2 separate regions of the Rattus norvegicus genome follow, and region 1 is linked to region 2. The links are chromatin contacts, called in public Hi-C maps. All regions are on one chromosome and are shown on one strand. The core of a region is the stretch at or near the end of the contact, and the rest is flanking DNA. Distances in the headings are between cores, read along the strand shown. Region 1 overlaps Ltbp4 (latent transforming growth factor beta binding protein 4). Region 2 holds the start of LOC120099778 (small nuclear ribonucleoprotein G-like).

Region 1 (3,499 bases), core at 891-3,390, 39 kb before region 2:
CCCCCGCCTTCAGAAAGTACCAGAGTCCTGTTTTCTAGGCAACTCTCCGAAAGGACTTGAAAGACTCTTGGTTGAGAGCCTAGATTTGCTCTGAGCTAGTCTCACCCTGCCTCCTAGAAAACTTAAGTCGTCTTTGAACCTCAGAGCACTGCCTCCATGCTCAAATCTTCCAAGGACGCCTGTCCCCAGATTCGTCTAGACTGAAGTGGATCCTCTGTGTTTCCTTTTGTACAGTTGTGGCTCAGAAAAATCCCACACACACCTCCCCGGACAGCCCAGGCTGTCTGCTCCCTCCTTCTCCTGAGCGCAGCTGTCTCCAGCTGTTTTCGGCAGCCCCAGGGGAGGAAGGGAGGGGGGGTGCCCTCGAAAGACACGTCCGGCCTCCTTTGGCTCAGCAGTCCGGGGCTCCCCAAGGGTCCGGAATGCGGGGACGACGCCCTGCCCCCGCTGCACCCCTTTCTTTGTTTACCCCGTCGCACAGCTGGCAGTGCCCCGCCCAGAGGTGGCCAGGGGCCCAGAGAGGGCGCGCAGAGGGGAGTACAGGCGCGTCCCCGCTAGTTGCCCCGCCCGGTGCTACCGGAGGTGGGGAGGGAAGGCTGCGTGAAGCGGGCGGGGCTAAGATGCCTAGCTCGCCCAGGAGTGGGAGGAGCGTGAGTCAGGGCAAATCAGAGGGAGGAAAGTGAGTGGGCGGGAGCGGCTAGGCTATCAGGTACCTGGGTTAGGCGGAGCTTACAAAGTCAGGTAGAAGGCCATGTGGGCGGGACTAAAGAGGAGTGCCTGGCCAATGGGAAAAGCCTGGACATTTTGGATTCCTGCAGAGATAGAAAGGGGAAATGTTGGTTTGCTGTTGAGCGAAGGTAATCCAGTGGGCGGGGATAGCACTGTCTGGGCGGGGCTGGAACACCCGAACTCAGCCAGAAAATGGGAAAGTGAATGAAGGTGGAGGGAGGAGGCAGAGTAAGCCCATGTAGTAGGCGGGACTATGTGATAGCTGCGCAACCTGACCCACAAGTGGTAGTCAGCCAGATTTGGGGAAGGTTGTTGTGGTGGCATACTGCTATAATCCCCAAAATTAGGAATCGGAGGCAGGAGTCAAGAGTTAAAGCATCGGCTGTATAGTGAATTTCAAGGCTAGCCTGGGCTTCATTAGCCCCCATCTTAAAACAAAAGCAAACAAAAGGAAAAAGACACCTACGATGGAGGGATGTAGGATGATGTATCTTGAGGCCGTCGCTACAGCGCTGGGGACTGAGTCAGTTAGCTGAGCGAACTGTCTGCCAGGCACAGTACTGATTTTTTTGTGTCCTTGCTTTCTTCTCAGTTCTATGTCCCTTGATCTGTCACAACGGTGGTGTGTGTGTGAAGCCTGACCGCTGCCTTTGCCCCCCGGACTTCGCTGGCAAATTCTGTCAATTGCATTCTTCGGGGGCCCGGCCCCCGGCCCCAGCCATGCCGGGCCTTACCCGTTCGGTTTACACAATGCCACTAGCCAATCACCGCGATGATGAACACGGTGAGGAGAATTTAGCCGAAAGGCCTGTGATCCTGCTTTCCTCAGGAACCTGACCATTCTCTAACCAAGTTTGTTGCCTTCTCTGCTACCCTCCCAAGCCCGATTTGGTGGCTTCCACCTGTAATCCCACCACTTGGGATGCAGAGGCAGGTGTATCACTGAAAATTGCAGACCGTATTACATTACCACGACACCCCACCCCCCAATATCAAGCACCCATACTCGGCTCACCTCTCCAATCTACTCCTAGCAAGTCAGAGCTCGTGTAGTTATAGTCCATTGTCCGTCTTGCCTCTGCTCAGGCGTAGCATCGATGGTGAGTGTGCACGTGGAGCACCCTCAGGAGGCATCGGTGGTGGTGCACCAGGTGGAACGTGTGTCTGGCCCCTGGGAGGAGGCGAACTCTGAAGCCCTAGCCAGGGCTGAAGCGGCAGCACGGGCCGAGGCGGCGGCGCCCTACACAGTGCTGGCACAGAGCGCGCCACGCGAGGACGGCTACTCAGACGCCTCCGGCTTTGGTTACTGTTTCAGGGAACTGCGCGGAAGCGAAGTGAGACGAGGCCCGCGGGTGGGGGGTAACCCCCTAAAGCATACCGCCACGCGGGGGCGCGCTCACGCTTCACTTCTACAGTGTGCATCGCCGCTGCCGGGACTCCGGACGCAGGAAGTATGCTGCCGAGGGGAGGGCTTGGCCTGGGGTGTTCATGATTGTCACCCGTGCGCGGAACACTTGGGTAAGAAGCCTTGGGTTGTCCCCAAACCTCGCCTCTTCTCCTTCGGGCCCAGATAAACCCTAGTCACAAATTCTAGCTATATCTACCTACCTTGGGGGTGGTCATGTCTATCTAGGTTTTTCTATACCGTTGAGTTCATTTACCCTATTTCCAAATTTGATCACTTTACAAATGGCTTTTGTGCCTTTGACTCATCAGTGCATACGACCTTACTTCTGAGCTGCCAGTGGAGGGGCTGACTCTACTTCAGACCACACTTCACTCCTTTTAGTCCCTCCCATTTCATCTCTCATCAAAACTGCCTGGTTATCTCTCTGCCAACCTGTCCGTGCCCGATCCCTCCTTTCTCCACAGGGAACTCCAACCGAGTGAGTGGTCCAAATGGGCTTTGTCCAACCGGATTCGAAAGAGTTAATGGGTCCTGTGTAGGTAGGCACAGCAGGGGACGGCGGGGAATGGGAGGCCTTGTCTTTCAAGGCTGGGCTGCCAGGGACTTAGTAGTAGTCCCAGACTGGCCAAAAACTTCCTCAACTCTTGCAGATGTGGATGAGTGCGCCACAGGTGGGCGTTGCCAACACGGAGAGTGTGCCAACACTCGTGGCGGGTACACGTGTGTATGTCCGGATGGTTTCCTCCTAGACTCTTCCCGCAGCAGCTGCATCTGTGAGCCACCAGGAAAGGGGGAGGGGCTCTGAAGCTGGCTCCTAAATTGCTCATGACCTTAGAAAAACATCCCAGAATATTTCTTAATTCTTAATTCCCTCAGATACTCCAAACCCTTCTAGACTTTCAGATCCCCCTTGGGTTTATTCTGGACCTTAGGTTCTCTGTGCTGATTTCAGATGCTCCACTTCCAGCCTTCTAACCTTACAGCCAAGCCCCTCATGAGGACTCCCAGGATCTTGAGTTCCTTTAAGACCTCCAAATTCTCTCGACCTCTTGACCTCTAGATAGCGTTCAGATTTTTATATTCAGACTCTCATTTATGCCTTACTGAATCCTGGGCGCTCTCGGGTCTCTCTCAGACCTCCCTAAATGCCCCTCCCACTTACTAAATCCTCTCCCAGGGGCCATTCAATCACACACACACACACACACACACACACACACACACACACACACACACACACACACACACACAGAACCGCTGTACTTCCCACCACACCCTGAAGAATTTCCTCCCACTCCCCCAGCCCAACACGTGATCTCGGAGGCAAAGGGGCCCTGCTACAGAGTGCTCCAAGATGGCGGA
Region 2 (3,288 bases), core at 264-2,763:
AATTTTGGGTCTAGCCTGGGTTACAAAAAAGTGCTGTCTCAGAAAGAAGGGGGCGAGGGGGTAAGAAAAGACAGAAGGAAAGAAAGATGAAAGGCCTGATGGCTCCCCAGCCTACACCACTGCTTCCTTAGTATTTTGAATATTTTAGTATCCTTCAGTTCATTCTTTTCTATGTGACCCTCTTATGCTCGTATATGTGTGTTTTTACATAACTACATGATCAAATTGTTTATACAGCCCTACATTTTCCCCCTTCTTAAAATGTAAGCTTTTCCCCGCTTAAAACGTCTCTGTATAAACACAATCTCCAACGTTTGCTCTCTGTTTACTCAACAGGGCAGCGTTGCCAGACATTGAGGCCGTCCCCAATTTCCTCCCATTATAAATAACGCCCCCATGCACATCCTGGTGTGTCCCAGAGGTGGGATTCCTGGGCCAAAGGGTGCGGATGCATTGGCAGAGAACGATCAAAAACTCGGCAGACTCTGCCTGACCCCGAGCTAAGGTGACCTCATACAGTTAAAGTGAGATTACACTGCTGTTTGTTATTTCCACATTGGATTCGTGACTCAGAGGCTAGAGAGAATGTCTTTTTTCTTTTCTGGATGTACTCAGCTGTGAGAAGCAGAAACCCATTCACACTGGCTCACGTCAAAGCGAGCTGCATGTGTCAGCAAGTAAAGCCAGCACAAGCTGGCTCTTCCCTGTCAGGATAGACACACAGATACAGCCTTTAATTTTCAGTTATGTGCATAGGTCTGTGGGTCTTCCAGATGTCAATTCCCAGCGCCCACATAGCCTACCATTTCGGGGTTCCAGCATATACAGAAGCCCAGCTGAAACACCCAACCTTGTGAGACTGAGCAATGACTAGACTCTTGGGCGTTCTGTTCACAGCTAGCCATTGTTGAACTAGTTGGACTGCAGCCTGTAAGCCATTTCAACAAATTCCATATATGTATATGTATGCATGCATACATATATATGTATATATATGGAGAGAGTTGTTCTATAGGTTCTGTGACTCTAGAGAACTGTAATGTAGATTTGCTCACAATTGTTTATAACTGTATGGAGTCTTATGGGATCCAGTGCCATTTTGTGGTGTACAGACACACACACGGACAGACAGGTGGTTGTCAGCCCCTGAGTGGGTGCTAAGAATCAAACCATGGTCCTCTTCAAGAGCAACAAATGCTCTTAACCCCTGAGCTGCCCCTCCAGCCCCTCTAGACCTCTATTTACGACTAGATCTCACTCTGTAGTACAGGCCGACTTGTAACTCAATACATAGTAACTCAAGCTGGCCCCAAACACACAGAAATTCTCCCGTTTAGCCTCCTCTGTGCTGGAATTACAAACCTGGGTGGCTGTAACTGGCTGGCTGCTAGGGATAAACTTTAAGATCCCCGCCACACAGCCAATGCCTGAAACTTCGGATAGAAATGAACCCTGGAAAGAATACAGCATGCAACTCCTTTGCCGTTGTGCTGAGCTCACTGAGGAGCCGCCATGAGCGAAGGCCACCCTCCCGAACGGAGAAAGGTTATGGACGGGAAGTTGTCATTGAAGTTAGACGGCGGCAGGCGTGTACGAGGAGTACTGCGGGGCTTTGATCCCTTTATGAACCTTGTGGTTGATGAGTGTGTGGAGATGGGAAACAGTGGGCAACAGAACAACAGTGGGGTGGTGGTCATCCGAGGAAACAGCATCGTCATGTTAGAAGCCTTGGAAAGAGCCTAATCAGTGTTCCACAGTGTGTCCACATCCCTCCCCAAAGGCGTGCTGGATTGTGATGTAGAATTAGGTTGTGTACATTTTCTTTTTCTTTTTTTTAATCTATTTTTTAAAGATTTATTCATTTATTTTATGTATATGAGTACACTGTTGCTGTCTTCAGGCACACCAGAAGAGGGCATCAGATCTCATTACAGATGGTTGTGAGCCACCATGTGGTTGCTGGGATTTGAACTCAGGACCTCTGGGAGAGCAGTCAGTGCTCTTAACTGCTGAGCCATCTCTCCAGCCCATGTACATTTGCATATGAAACTTTTTGCTAAACTTTTGTGATACTCAAAAAAAAAGAAAAAAAGAAAAAAAAGAAGGAAAGGAAGAAAGGAGTACAGCATGCGACACTAAGGGACTACACTTTGTCCCAGGAAACCCACCTCTGGGACACAACAGGGGCAAAGTGAGCAGATAATAATTGACCAATAGGCAGCCCCACCCAGCCTGGCCATGCTACAGAAAGCTAGGGTTTGAGGGTGCCCAGGTGACCAAGTAGCCTAAGCTGCCAGATTCAAGAAAAGTGTTGTTCAAACTGAGTGTGATGGCACACATCTGCAATTCTGTCATCGAGTCACCGAGGCAGAGCACCTGCCAAAAGTTAGAGGCCACACTGGGCTATACAGTGATTACTAGGTTCAGCCAGAGCTACACAGAGAGACCCTACCTTAGGAGAATAAATAAAGCCCTGATTCATGTAATGTTTAGTCTTGTCAGTTTAGTGGGATTAAAACTTTCAAAGTGGTGTGTGTGTGTGTGTGTGTGTGTGTGTATGTGTCTGTGTGTGTCTCTGTGTATGTGTGTGTCTATGTGTGTATGTGTATATGTATATGTGTGTGTATGTATGTGTCTCTGTGTGTATGTGTGTATGTGTGTGTCTCTGTATGTGTATGTGTGTGTGTGTCTGTGTGTGTCTTTGTGTGTGTCTCTGTGTATGTGTGTGCCCATGTGTGTATGTGTATGTGTGTGTGTCTGTCTGTGTGTGTGTGTCTATGTGTGTATGTGTTTGTGTGTGTATGTGTATGTGTGTGTGTGTCTCTCTCTCTGTGTATGTGTATGTGTCTCTGTGTGTATGTGTCTTTGTGTGTGTCTCTGTGTGTATGTGTGTGTGTGTCTATGTGTGCATGTGTGTGTATGTGTATGTGTGTGTGTGTCTCTGTGTGTGTGTGTGTCTGTGTGTGTGTGTGTTGTTGATCAGAGGACAACTTAAGGAGTTGTTTCTCCCCTTCCCACCACTGCTTAGGTCATGGTCCCCAGGGGTTGAACTCACATCATCCAGTTTGGCTGAAAGCACCTTTTACCTGAGCCATCTCACTGGCCCTTCATGGGATTTAGAATCAAGCCTTTGGGCTTACTGTAATAAGGTTAATTCAGTCAAAATGACCCTAAATATGAATGGTACCACATTCCATACAGAGGGGTCCCAGATGGAATAAAATGGAGGTGAGCCTCTCAGAACCAGCATTCAAGTCTCTCCTTGAGATCGGCCACCATGCCTTCTCC

Evidence for each region. A called contact is a pair of places that touch in the nucleus more often than the background predicts.
Region 1: a contact with region 2 is called in a Hi-C map of psoas muscle, with 2.9 times the contacts expected there. The contact joins the enhancer-like site here to the promoter of LOC120099778 in region 2. A contact is called at or near these places in 7 of 12 Hi-C or Micro-C datasets (the Rat2 cell line, Schwann cells, frontal cortex and 4 more).

The regions. Positions count from the first base shown.
Region 1 is chr1:91,750,257-91,753,755 of GRCr8, reverse strand. It overlaps Ltbp4 (latent transforming growth factor beta binding protein 4), which reads left to right. Exons shown (of 33, transcript NM_001170336.1): 5 at 1,322-1,513; 6 at 1,816-2,063; 7 at 2,145-2,247; 8 at 2,602-2,676; 9 at 2,788-2,910; 10 at 3,441-3,499. Among named protein-coding and RNA genes, the nearest start is that of Ltbp4, 7.8 kb to the left of the region's middle. Within about 2 kb of position 2,140, at least 5 of the 93 cell types and tissues checked have an H3K27ac peak or open chromatin away from gene starts, as enhancers often do.
Region 2 is chr1:91,710,931-91,714,218 of GRCr8, reverse strand. It overlaps LOC120099778 (small nuclear ribonucleoprotein G-like), which reads left to right and starts at 1,513. Exons shown (of 1, transcript XM_039100838.2): 1 at 1,513-2,033. The coding sequence starts at 1,513. The coding sequence ends at 1,743. All of the region lies in intron 2 of LOC120099779 (a long non-coding RNA gene), which reads right to left.